Regions from separate parts of the Rattus norvegicus genome. Here region 1 is linked to region 2. Evidence: chromatin contacts called from public Hi-C data. All regions are on one chromosome and are shown on one strand. The core of a region is the stretch at or near the end of the contact, and the rest is flanking DNA. Distances in the headings are between cores, read along the strand shown.

Region 1 (7,466 bases), core at 4,175-6,674, 200 kb before region 2:
CAAAAACACACTGGCCAGTGTACCATAATATGTTACCAGAAGAGTTATTATCTATTTGTTCTCCCTTTCAGGAAACTTATTGTAAAGGGACTGTTTTCATCCCATAAAGACAGGACTGCAATTGTCAGCTTCATATTACCTGGAAATGGAAGGAACTATTCTTACTCTGCATGTTCTGTCCTAAGCGTCATCTTGAGCCTTGCACACGAAACTCAGATTCCTCACCCTTGCTTAGGAGTAAAACATTATATACTTATGGGGTGATAATATCTCCATAGTTAGTTGAAGTGGCTTGGAAAAAAATGCAAGATTGACTTTTGACATTGGATAAAATTTACAATCAGCCCTAGAATTATTCAATGGTAATTGACAAAGTTTAAAGCATTTTCCTTGAAAGGAAGATGGAAGGAGTGGAGTGTGGTTTAGCAAAACAACTGCATTTCACAGCTTTTCCCATTAAATTGGAGCACGGACAGATTAGAAGCATACCAAATTATGCATGGGTTCTAATCACACAAGTGAGGCTGGCTTACACCAGCCCTGACATAGCACTCACTAGTCTTCTGGCCAAACGACTGTGATTGAAAACACATGTAAACTGCTCTTTACTAGTGGATACTGTGTAAGACAAAGCCCAGATGCAAATCAGGCTTTGACTGACTCTTCTGGAAGATATGCATCAAATATGGGGTATAATCTGGATGGGCTGCCTCTGTGCTCAATGTGAATTATTTAGATATCTTTTGAACACTTTAACAGTTTCTCTGAAACAATGACTTACATGAGGATTGGTCCTCACAATAATGTGCATTGTCATCACTAACCCTGGATCTTGCTGTATTGTTACTCAAATTGGTAATAGGTACTGATGAAGATCGCTAATGGATGGATAATCATAACACTTTTGGCCACATGGTTTTCTGCTGCTACCACCCTTTTGAAAAGCACCAGTATGTGTTTAAGATTCATTTCCCTATTTTAGGGAAATGACAGACAGTAGTTTCAGTTCTGATGGTATAAGCAAAACAAATAAAACATGTTTCTAAAAGTTGTATCTTGAAACACTGGTGTTCAACAGCTAGCAGCTAAAGTGATTCACACCATGCATTGTTAGTGTCACAGACTTTGTGGTTATGTCTAATAGCTGTTTCTGAAGTATTTTCGTTTATCTTTTGTCTAATTTAACCCTAAGTGAATTCTCTCCTTTTTCTTGAGGACACACTTATGCTCAAAGTGTTGACTCTGCCGTAGGTGCATAAAGAGAGTGTACCGTTTGACAGAGATGCAAAGTTCAGCAGTGACCTAACCAGATGTCCTGTGCTGGGATCTGTGCTAGCAGTTTGAGCACGAGCTGTGTGCCTGTGAACTGAATGCCACTTGTCCCACTCCATCTACGCCTTGCAGAATCAGTTCCACTTGTTAAAGGCAAAGGCTACTTACCACCTTAATGCTATTTTCTGTAAAGAAATTAAATTTTACTTTTAGCCTTTTGCAAACTTTTTTTTTCCAAGCCGGTAATCAGCCACTCAAAACAACTATTCTCAGATATTCATCATTAGACAACTGGAGTTTTTTGCTGGTTTTGTAGCCTACTAAAACTGCTTAGGCTGTTGAACATTCCACATTCAAAGTTTTGTAGGGTGGTGGATAATGGGGAAACTTCAATGTTTATTTTAAAATAAATAAAATAAGTTCTTGACTTTTCTCATGTGTGGTTATGGTACATCATATTGGAAGGGTTATCTGTTTATTTTTGCCAAGAACATTTTGTGAGCACCTACACTTGTGTGCTTTAAATGACAACTGCCTGGGATGTACCACAACCATATGTTAGTTGCATTTTATTGGGATGGACACAGCGTTTGTGGTTTATTGGGTAATCCCTAGATGGTGTGTTATGTGTAGAATATAATTTTATGATATTAAGAAAGCAAAATTGAGGAAAATAAGTTTAGTGTTGAATTTGAGTTCTGAAATGAATGAGGAGAATGTCTTACTATTGCAGGCTTCTACCCAAAGTGTAGGGCAAATTGTGTTTGTACTTTTAACCTTTTAATTTTTTAAGTTGCTTATTCATTTCACGAGCAACATATAATTAGGTATTACTCTACCATTGCAGTTCTAGCACATAGAACTTTTTAATGTCTCAATTCAGACTATTTTAAAAGGAATCTCACTGGACAAAGAACTACTAAAGTGGTTTGGTTAAGATCTGAGTCTTTGTTACTCAGTATCTTGTATAATATGCAAATGCTTGTCTAGGTGCAGAAGACCTTTTGTTTGGTCAAGTGTCTTTTACCAGAGTACAGGGAGCTTATGGCCCTACATGTCTCTTAATATACATGCACAATTAACAGTAGGTATAGATACCACATGTATGATGAAATGCTCCCCTTCCCCCCTAAAGGTAGCATGCCATTGATTACTTTTTGCTTAGGGCCATTTTATTAAACCAGGGCCTTAATCCTAAAAAGAGATGAATTTTTTCCCATCCGTTCTCTTTCTTTTGATCATTGTATCTTGATATTAAAAACTTGACCTTCGAATGATTGTAATAAATTAGTCTCTATTTGTGTGTGTATATATATATACACGCACATACATATGCATTTATATAATGCTATTGTATAGAAACTTTAAGGAGACATGAAAATGTATGCTTATTCTCAGGTTCATTCACTAAGGTGCTTGGCAAACAACCAGTTTTTAAGTGCAGAATATAGTTGAACAGCTTCATATATAGGCCAGGTGATTTGTTAAATTTTCAGTGGTACATGTACTTCAGGGAAATGGGGTAAGTGTAGCTTAGGCTGATCATACTGTTCATTTCAACCTTGAGCTCTGAAGCTGTATCCCATTTGAGGTATTTAGTACTCTTAGTTTTATTTAGTATAAGTTAACAGGAAAAGTAAATTAAGCTTTTTGCCTTTACTATTTTGAATTTATAAATATTCTGGAAAAACTTAGAAACTGCTGTAAATTTCCTTAGATTAAATTATATGAAACATGATTGCTTATAGTCCTTGAGCAAAGCCTGTGAGTTGCATACACCCTAAGGAAAACTTCCTTAAGTGCTCCTTGAGAGAGATTCTGGGTGTGGTCTTTTTAAGGAAAAAGCTAGACTACTGTATGTTCCCAGTCTTGGTACTGGAAGCGCACTGTACATTATTACTTTGTTGTGAAGCTCAACCAGTTTCCTGCGTAGCCTTGCCCCTCACTGTTGGGATTGAAAGTAGCAGCATCTCTGATGTACTATACCAGTGAGGTTCTGGTATATCTACTTGTCAGTATTAATTTCCTTAAGTACTATATTTCTTTAGGGAAACAACCTGAAATTTATTAGTACATTTGGGTTTCTCTTGCCAGGCATTATGTTGCCAGTGTTAACTCTTCAGTGGTGACAAAATTACCCAAGACACTAGTGGCCCAGATGTATGTAGTAAGTGGTATGATTCAACAATGCAGTTAATGATAAATACATGATGTAGTTAGTATGATCAGGAAAGACAACATTGAAAGATAATTCAGCTAACATAAGGGTGAGGAATGGCAAACTGGATTAAGAGTCAGAGGCATATGTTCCAGGGACTGATGTTTGGTGCTTTAGCAAGATCTGGCTGGAGAAACTGGAAAAGGCAGTTTTCCATGTTTAGTTTTTGTATCAACATTTGGAAGCTATTGAAGGCTTTAAAATGGTGTATGTATTGTTCGGGGGTGTTGGGATAGTGGGCCATCCAATAAAATTACCATTGAAAAGACCTTCACTGCAGTGTTGAGAAGAAAAGTTTATGGGTCAATGGAATCTAGAATGTACATCATTCTTTGCAGCAAAAAATTGAGTTGTAAGTAGTGTAAATTGAGGTATAAGTTGAAAGGATTTCAGATTCCCTATCACCTGTCACCACTGAGTATCCTGTGCAGGTCCTGTAAGCCTTCATTGATAGGTGGCTTTATTTAATCCAAGTGACCTAATCCAATCTCACCGTTCTGACTATTAGTTCTTTGGCACTTAGGTATCAATCACCAATCACCTCAAATTTAAAACTCACAGTAAAGTATTTGGCCAGTGAAATGGCTCAGCAGGTGTTGTCACTTGAAGTCATCCCTGACAAGAATTTTGACTCTAGGGACAGGTTGAAGAAGAAAAAGGTGTGGAGTTCTATTCCCATACCCATCCTCTCTTAAACACATTTGATATGCTAAACTGGAATAGTATTCTACACCAACTGTTTTCAGTCCAGCTTGATAGGGGCAGTGGGCAGTAAGCTGAAAGCTATCTTGATGTCTTTATATACTTTAGGCCTTAAGTAAAATCACTTCACAGCATGGGCAGCTCAGCCATCAAGCACTGTGGCTACCCTAAATCTGACTATACACTATCTCATCGCAATTGTCCCTGTTTGTACCCTGACATGGTGTCAGATTTTGCAGTGACTAAGGTAATCCTAGCACACAATTTCTGTCCCTAAAATTTCAGTGACATTTTCATTATAACCAAAATCCCATATCTGGGCTACTTATGCAGAATTCCTATTTCTCCACTTATGTCCTCTTCCTATACTGGTTCCTTTTTTTTTTTTTTTAAGTCGAGTATTCTCAATGGCCATTTCTTAAGTTTTGGGTTTTGCTTGTGTCACCACCACCTTATAGGACTTCTCTGCCCACTATAACAAAGTTATTTTATTAGGTATATTTAGAACCTTAGTATTAAATCAAAGGCCATATTGGTGACTCAAAACAATATTGCCTGGCATCATGAAGTTTTAAGTGGATTGAAATTTGGATTGATACTAAAAATTGTTGGTATGTAAGTTTGGAGGAATTCCGTTTTAGATAACAGGACTTGTGATGTCCAAGAATATAGGATAAACCAATTTCACGTGCTTCATTCCAAAAGGAAGGCAGAAATACTTATGGGTATTTCCTGTGGATGTTGGACAAGCCTTGAGACCCAATGTTGGGCTTTTGGAACACTCATAATATGCAGAGCCTGCAAAATATAGCGGCCAGGATGGTGGGTACAAAGTCTACAGATACTCCCAGACAGCCTATGGGATGGAAATTCAAGTAAGATGAATAAAGCAGTTAGTGGCCTAGTTTCATGTTATTAGAAGTTAGGGGGTTGATAAAACAACACCTACACTAGCAACAGCTATTACCTCGTACAACCCTGCTATAGAGGCGCTCAGTAGAAGCTGCAGTAGAAGAGTTCCGGTACAAATAGCTAAGGTCAGCTGCCAGACACCCGGATATCTAAAGGACTACTTCCGTCTGCCAAAGCCAGGTTACCGGCCTCAAATGGCACGCTGCTCCACAGTAGTGGCGGCCCGGAGTTAGTGCGCGGTGCGGCAGGCGCCTGGCGTGTTACGTCATAACTAAGCGTCGAAGCTTTGGAAGGTCCCATAGCAGGAAGGTCCCCTCTTCAGCGCTAGCCCACGTGCTGCCACTTGAGCGGATTCCCGTGCAGCGTCGGCCCCTTGGCGAGCTCAGCTGTGCAGCGTTTTCTCCAGCAAACCTGTCAGCCTGCGTGGCAGCTCGGTGTCCTCACGTGCATTCATTGTGCGACTGCCTGAGGTCCGCCGTGCCGGGGACGCAGGTACTCCTTGGAAAGGGCTGGGTCGGATGTTGGTGTGTGCGTTTGGGGCCATTTACGGGCTCGTAACACTGGCTCGAGGACGGAAGTTTCTGTACGGGCTGATGCCCTGATCTTCGCACTCCTCTTCGCCTGGATTGCCCAACAGATAAAACATTCCTGGTCCCGGATACTCAGACACTCGGGGCTGGCTTCTCGAGCACTTTCCGGTTGCACGGCTCTTTTCCACTCTCCAGCCTCTCTCACTGGGAGAATGGAGAATGGAGAATGGGTGGGTGTCAAAACTACTTTCTGAGAAACTCGGTTCCTCGTAGCAGTGATAGGTTATGTACTAACGCGGCTTAATCCCGGATATTCTGCTCTCAAGTACTGCAGTATGTCTGTTTGTTTGTACTTATCTAGCTGTATCATTCAGGACATTTGACAGTGCACCTCGTGCTGCTGTGTTTACCGGAATGGATACAGCCAAATGAAAATGATTTGTCTGTCTGGTTGTGGTGGCCCATACCTTTAATTCCAGCGCTTGGTAAGCAGAGTCTGGAATATTCGTTGGAGTTCAAGGCCAGCCTGGTCTGCATAGTGAGACTGTTTGAAAAAACTAAGCAAAAAGCAATAAAAAACAGAAAACGATTCATGCTTTCTATTTCCAGCAATTCCTTCCTTATCTATTAGGCAGTAGTAATCTTAGATTATTAGAGTCTTTACTCCTGCCATTAATTGTTCATCTAATTTTGTGTGTAGTTGTATTTCACTTAGTTTTTAAAAGTATTTTTTAGATTTAAAGCTTGTAGTTAGGGACCTTATCTGTTAATTCTGACTCTCCTATAACAAAGCTAGACTCTTTTAACAACTAGATATCCATTCATTTGTGTAGATGTTTATGTGACTGGCAACATAAAACTTACAAACTGAACTGCTTTGGATTTGGGTGGATCAGACTGTAAAGCTGGTTTGTTACATTAATGCCTTGGGATACTCGATTTCTTTGTTCTGCTCTCCTCTTTTAAACAGGAGCTATTTGTTGTGATAGTGTTTTATATTAAGACCTGCTAAAGCCCATGTTTAGGGAAGGGGGTTTTGTTTAGAGTGCAGCAGGTGCTGGGATTTTAAAATCACATAGCCTAACATTCTAATACCATGGGAATGTGATTGATTTTTCTCAATTTTTTTTTTTTTTTGGTGTATTTGTTATGGGTAATTAGATAATGTTTGTGTTTTACTGGATGCTGGAGAAATTGAGTCGGGTCCCCCATAGATAGGCAAATTTTTTACTACTATATACCCAATAATCAGATAGTACTTTCTAAAATCACGGATACAGAGCCATTAGTGTGGCTTCTCACCCAAAGAAACATTGTATCAGAAATATGTTTTTTCTCTCACTTTATAAGTAACATGTGCATTTGAATTTTTATTATGTTTTAATTGTGTATGTGGTGTGTTGTGTGCTGTATACCGTGGCCACGGTGGAGGTCAGAGAAGAACATTGAGGAGTCTGTTCTCCCCACTGGATCCCCCTCCTGGAACTGGGAGATCTGCCTGTATGCACACCACTGCCTGGCAATTCTTATCTTTTGCCATGTGGATTCTGAGGATCAAATTCAGGTCATTGGGCTTAGCAACAAGAACCTTTCCCTGCCGAGCCATTTTACCACACACTGTGAATTTTAAAGAAACCAAACCATAAAAGACAAACATCAAAATAAAATTCACCATATTCAGAAGTTACATTTTTTTCTAGTTCTTTTTTTTTTTTTAAGTTTCACCACCCCCCAGTCCCCCGCCATGTTTTGTATGTGTACAAAATGGGCCAGCAGTGTTACTCAGATGGCAGACTGCTTGCTTGCCTAGCATGCATGAGGCCCTAGGTTTG
Region 2 (6,464 bases), core at 336-2,835:
TAAACAGGGCAAACCATAGCAGGGCTGCAAGCCTCACTTTAGAGAGTGGTTCAGGAGTAGTTTGGTCCAGACACCCATTCTCACCCAATTAGCGCACAGCCAACAGAACATTAATCACAACTTTATCCTCCAAAAGTTAAGAAACCTAAAAACAACCTTTGACAAGATTTCCACTTAAGAATTCTCCCAGAATTCCATTTCTCTCAGAGACGTGGTACACTTCACAGCTTGCGCCTAAGAAATCCCATTCCTGGGGTGGCCCACCCAGCCTGTTTTCCTCACCCACACCCCCTCGTGCTTACCATTGGCGTTCTTGCCGCAGATGAGATGCTCATAGGGTTGCAGGACTCCCCAGAGCTCGGCATCGTTGTTGATGACCATCTCCAAGGCCTCAGCGGATACCTCTCCGCCTCCTGCCCCTCCGCCATCAGGGCTCTGACTCGCCAGGACCCTAGCCCGGATCTCCTCCACCAAGTTCTCCATGCAAGCCGTAAGCGAGATGGCCGCATACTCATGGATGCGCACGGAGATGCGAGTGTCCACCATCCAACGGAAGAAACGGCCCACGGAGAAAGTGAGGCCGCAGCGTGCCGACTTGCCGCGGCGCAGCCCATCGCCAGCGCTCATGCTATAGAGGGACAACGCCTTGACCGCTGCCAGCGCGCAGCTCTCGGCCAGCGCCCAGCTGTGCACCAGGCGCACCGCACTCTGCACCTCGAAGCGGGTACACTTGGCGTGCAGCACGCTTAGGCGCTGCGCCTCCCGGGCCACGCGGATGAGCGCCCGGCGGAGGAGTCCGGCCAAGCGCCTCACAGCCTCGGCGGAGAATGAGGGCAGCCTCCGGCCGCCGACGCTTTTGCGGAGCACCCGAGCCACGTCTCCCTCGGTCCAAGGGAACTCCTCTAGCTCCGGGAGCCGCGGGCAGCGCGAGAAGAGGTCGGCCACTTCGGGATCCTCGGGCAGCACTGTGTTCACCGTGTCCCAGCTGTTGTGGCGGCTGTTCATGGAGCCGGAGTAGCACCACCAGGCCGCCCCGCGGTGCTGCGGCGCCGAAGAGTTGAGCGCCTGCGAGTTGGACTTGGAAGACGAAAGGCTGAGCGAGCGGCAGGAGTCGCCGGCCCCATACCCGGAGTCCAAGGTCAAGTCCTCCAGAGTCTTCAATGTGGAGCTGTACGTCCCGGCCATGGGGAGCCTCCGCGCGCGGCCTCGCCGAGCGAGGGGCTCTCACTGTTCCATGCCCACTTGCCCCGGGGAAGAGGACGGAAACCAGCTCTAGGCTCTCGGAGGCGCCCTCCCTGCTCGCCGCGCCGCGCCTCGGGGCCGCAGCATCGCCTGCGCACAGGCCGCGGGGAAGGTGGGCGAAGCTCTCAGCCGGCCAGAGCCCGACGCCGTCCGCGTCCAGCCGCGCCGCTGTCAGCGAGCAACCTCTCCGCGCTCCTCCTCTGAACTCCCGCCGCCAGCCTCAGCTTCCCTTACCGAGCGTCTAGAGCGTCCGTCACCACAGAGAAGGAATCCCGAGAGAATGGGGCGGTCACCGAAGAGCGAGGCGCCGGCTATCCGTCCCGGACCAGCCGGTGAGAAAGCGCTCCACAAACTTCTACTGGGCGCGGGTTACCGACACAGATAGGTCCACCCGAGCAGCCCGCATGCAAATACACCCGGGACCGTTCACCAATCATCAGCCACGCCGGGCAAAGGCTGTGCCAATGGTTTCCGAGAGGGGCGGGAAATATGCAAATCTTACTCGTCTTGGAGTTGGAGGTTGGGCGAAACCTCTTGGCTAGGAGGCTGAGGATGGGTTGTAGTGGGTGGGTTGGAGCTGAGGAGGGGAAAGAACAAGCGAGCGAGCTAGCAAGGAGGTGGGGCACAGAGACCCAGAAAGCAGGGGGAACCCAGAAAGCAGGCCCCAGCGCTGAGGACTATGTGCTGTCCCTTTCTCACCTTCTAAGCTTTAGACTTAGGCAGACAGCTCCTTGTGAAGCTGTGAGCAGCCAGCCCAGGAAAGTGGGAAGAGAAAACCGGGAGGAGACCCTACCCACCTTTCTAGTCGACTTTCTACCAAGCCCCTCCTCCTTCTCTTTTGAGAAACGGAAAGCTATTTATGCTTGGAGGGAGGGGAAGCACCTCTGCTTCTCTTCTCAAATCTGTCTGCTTTTGTTTATATTGCCTTTAGGCTCGGATCGGAACAGAATGTTTTAAACTGGGACCTGAAAATGGCCCGGCATCCAAAGGCCTGTGATCACACCCCTGTGTAGGTTCATACCTGTTTTCCAAGGATTACCTCGGAGGTGGGAGTTCTAATCTAAAGAATGCACGACTTCCCTATTACTGGTGTCCTGTCAGAAGGACCCTTTTTGTCCGAGGTGGAAAAGGAGTGCCTGAAGAGGAACCAGATGAAAAACGAGGACCTGCACTGAACGCCTCCTGCATGCAGGTGTTCCCTTTTAAGGACTTGCTGGAGTGACCTGCGGGTCGGCAGGTCTTCTGTCCCCTCGGGACTCGGTGCCCCCTGGGTACAGTGAATTGCTGCCTTTCAGCAGCGCCCAGGTGCACCCCAAGCGGCTCGCAAGAGAGCTACTGATTGCACAGATCCACGCCCAGCTCTCGCAGGACCAGCTGCTCCCCCATAACTATTCACACGCACGTGCACAAGCGTGCACCAGCCCCCTCCAGCAGAACTGCAAAATCAAAGCGCGGATTGTGCACAACGTTCGTCCCAAGTCCTCTTCGCCAGCTCCTGAATGGCTCCTTTGTGCTGTATTTTACAGTTCTGACCTTGGGCCGTGAGTTGGATACGAACTAAAAAAGTCTGGTTTGTCTCTTTCCTTAAATTAATGATCCCTTTCCCCGTAAAACGACTTTTTATTTGGCAGTTTTACTTAATTTTTCCTTTCCTGGAGTACATGAGACGTTGCCTCCTGATGGTTAGAATTGGAAACAGAGTCAAGGACGGAAGCACTGTGCATGGCATAAGCCATCAAATTAACAGAGTCACATTTTATAGAGGCGAAATTAGAAGTCAAATTAGAGGTTCAACTTCTCAGAAAACACGAAAAACCGTTTGATGGATTTAATACCCATTATGAGAAATATAATAAAGGAAATATCGTCCTCTAGTGGATATCTACAGGAAATAAAGTTTTTTTTCTTTGTTCATTTTCTTCAAAAATAAAGGCTTGACTGGAAAGGTACATTAACTAAAAGGGTGATTTAGAGTGCTTCTTACACAAAATATGGGATATTTGTATTGATGTATTTAAGTCACACGATGACTTAAAATGCAAACATAAATGTGCCCAGTTTGGACTGGGTGTGGTTATTCATGTCTACAACCTCAGGACTGAGGAGATGAAGGAAGCAGGAGGACTTCCAAAAGTTTGAAGCCAGCCTGGGTTTTGACAAACCAAAAAGAGGAAAAAGAGAAACGCACTGAGAGAAAAATCCTGGAGTTTCATGGATGTTAAACTGCCCCACAAGGGTTCTAGACAAATAAATGGATTTCTCTAATCTATAGCAAAACAAATCAAGAGAAGAAAAAGCAGCTCTACAAATTAAAAGATATTTAGAAGATACATCAACCAATCACAAGCTATAGAAGTTATTTATGTTTTTATTTAAAACTTAATAAGCATTGGGTCAGAGAAGTAGGTCAGTGAGTAAGAATCCACAGTGCCTTTGAAGAAGACCCAAGTTCAATTCCCACTACCCACATTGGATAGCCTGTAACTCCAGCACCTCTGGCCTTCATAAGCACCTTCACTCACACACACACACACACACACACACACACACACACACACACACACACACACCACCTAGATCTAGGATTGCTCATGCCAATAGTCATACAAAGGTAATCCTTGGAAATGTTTACCTTGGATGAAATCTCCTATTTTGTTATTTAAAATATAAATAAAAAACAATCTGGAGATTAGAGTACAAAATGCCCTAAAATTTATCTTGAAAGTGAGGCAATTATAATCTGAGCTATCTAAATATAAGTCAAACTGTTTTGTGAGAAAGGTAGATTACAGCCTGAGCATTGAAGAGTGGCAAGGGCTTAGGTGTTTGTGGGTCCTCATTGACAAACTTAGCAGATGTGTTAGCTCCTGTGTCCTCTTGACTAGGTCAACGTGGGTGTAAAGTTGGAGTATGATAAACTTTAGGCTAGTGGGCAAATAGATAAGACTGCATGGCACAAGTTAAAGATATATAGATATAGATATATATTTGTGTGTGTGTGTGTGTGTGTGTGTGTGTGTGTGTGTGTGTGTTCTGTCTACATATAGAGCCTGCATGCCAGAAGAGGGCATCCCATTTTTGATAGTTGAGAGCCAACATGTGATTATTGGGATTTGAACTTAGGACCTCTGGACTCAGAAACTCAGGCCAGTACTCTTAACTGCTGAACCATCTCTCCAGTCCCTTTTTAAAACATTTTAATTTTATAAGTGTTTTATCTGTGCACCACGTGTGTGTCTGGTGCCTACAGAGGACAGAAGAGGGCATTGGATCCCCTAGAATCGGAGTTACATGCATGCATACACACACACACACACACACACACACACACACACACACACACAGAGGCTGATATATGCATCCTGGGAATTGAACCAAGGACCTTTGGGAGAGCAGCCAGTGATTTTTAACTGTTGAGCCATCTCTCCAACCCAGAGTAGGACAATTTAACACAAAGCCAGGCTGTTTGTAGGGAACTTGTTGAACTCTCATGCTCTCGTGTACTTAAGAATTTGTGTCAAGGAAAGTGGAACTGATATCTGAGCTGAGATTTGTCTGACTCATTTCTGCTGAAGAATTCAGGATGGCTGCATCTCTCTGCCTACATTAGAAAGGGATTCCTAACCAATGATGTGAGGGTTATAAGTGGTCCTGGGAGGCAGAGGGTTTACAAACTACCTAAAATTGCCTAAAACATCCTAACATGAGTACTAGTTGGATCTGTTCTGGATAAAGTGGGTGTATGTAGTACTGTCTGATAGACCTCTCTGATAATGAAAATGTTCTGTCCACCCTGCTCAATATAAGAGTCACTTACCACATTAATTTAACCTTATTGATTTAGTTCACCTCTTAGGACCATTAGCCCTTTAGAGATTTTGGCAAAGACCATGGACCTGTGCACTCATTGCTGAATTCAAGGTTAAAACTAAATCAGGTAGAGTTAAAGATGCTGTAAGAGCTTGAGGATAGAAGAGCAGCTTCGGCACACACACACACACACACACACACACACACACACACACACACACACAAAGGCTCAGGGAAAGTGGAGGCAGTGAATGTATTACGCCAGAGATGGCTTGAATTCCAGAAATCACGCCTATGGGGACTTGACAGTGCTGTGATCAGGCAACTGGTACAAGACACTTTCAGAGTGACTGACAACAGGTCATACAACTCTGGGATGAGGGGAAGAAGAGGAGGACATTGCAAAGTCAAATCAGGGATCTAGATATGGTTACTGTGAGGTCCACGATGGAGCTGGACACAAGTTTAGAGAGTGAGGACAAAAGTATCAAACAATGTGACCTCAAATCTCTGATGGGCCGGGCTGAATCTCCCTGCCTATCTTGTGTAGGGGTGGCAGGCTTGGTCTGAGAATATAAGATAAATCTGGGCTCATGCTGTTAGTTGATAAGGCCTGAGACTCGGTGAGAAGGAACCCAGAAGTAGGGAAGATTTGCTTGCCCCACACTCTTTTCACCATGGTTGCCTATCACTACATGCCTGAAGATGGATGACCATTTAACTGCATGCTTTTCAAACTGCTTAGTTGAGAAATTATTTTTCTAGTCTTACACAAAACATAGTATGAGTAACAAAAAATACTAGGTTTGCTGTCGGGGTGTGATAAAGGGTTGAGCAGAGAATGTTGAGCCATGCCCACTTCATTTTTAGGCAGCCTGTGAGGAACCTTGTCAGAGCTTTGCCCTCTAGGAAAATTAACCAAGAGAGGGTCACCATCTCTTCTTTGATTCACCACCCAGGTTAGTGCACCTAGGGGAGAGATGATGAACAGAGAAAAACACCTCATGCAGAAGCAAGGAGAGCTGAAAGGGCCAGTAGGTAGGAAGGGTACATCAACACAGAGTTTTTTTTTTTTTAAGATTTTATTTATTTACTTCATGTATGTGAGTACACTGTTGCTCTCTTCAGACACACCAGAAGAGGGGATCAGATCCCCATCACAGATGGTTGTGAGCCACCGTGTGGTTGTGGGAATTGAACTCAGGACCTCTGGAAGAGCAGTCAGTGCTCTTAACCGCTGAGCCATCTCTCCAGCCCAACATAGAGGTTTTATTGTTGACAGAGAACCAGTGGTGTGTAAGCTGCTTTTATCTTAGGAAGTCCAAAGAAGCCTAGACTTGTCACAGGCATTTCTTTTATGATCTTCACAATTAAAGAAAAAATGGTCCTCTGTATTCACAGGTTCTGAATCT

The links. A called contact is a pair of places that touch in the nucleus more often than the background predicts.
Region 1: a contact with region 2 is called in a Hi-C map of hepatocytes, with 4 times the contacts expected there. The contact joins the promoter of Nat10 here to the promoter of Abtb2 in region 2. A contact is called at or near these places in 6 of 12 Hi-C or Micro-C datasets (Schwann cells, frontal cortex, hepatocytes and 3 more) and 1 of 1 datasets of contacts at active chromatin or transcription factors (oligodendrocytes).

What each region holds. Positions count from the first base shown.
Region 1 is chr3:110,602,787-110,610,252 of GRCr8, reverse strand. Nat10 (N-acetyltransferase 10) reads left to right here and starts at 5,424. Exons shown (of 29, transcript NM_001399512.1): 1 at 5,424-5,596. It overlaps Caprin1 (cell cycle associated protein 1), which reads left to right. Exons shown (of 19, transcript NM_001012185.3): 19 at 1-3,764.
Region 2 is chr3:110,404,793-110,411,256 of GRCr8, reverse strand. Abtb2 (ankyrin repeat and BTB domain containing 2) reads right to left here and starts at 1,585. Exons shown (of 17, transcript NM_134403.2): 1 at 303-1,585. The coding sequence starts at 1,185. It overlaps LOC120101613 (a long non-coding RNA gene), which reads left to right and starts at 1,435. Exons shown (of 2, transcript XR_005502311.2): 1 at 1,435-1,574; 2 at 2,174-3,203. It overlaps LOC120101612 (a long non-coding RNA gene), which reads right to left and starts at 296. Exons shown (of 2, transcript XR_005502310.2): 1 at 1-296.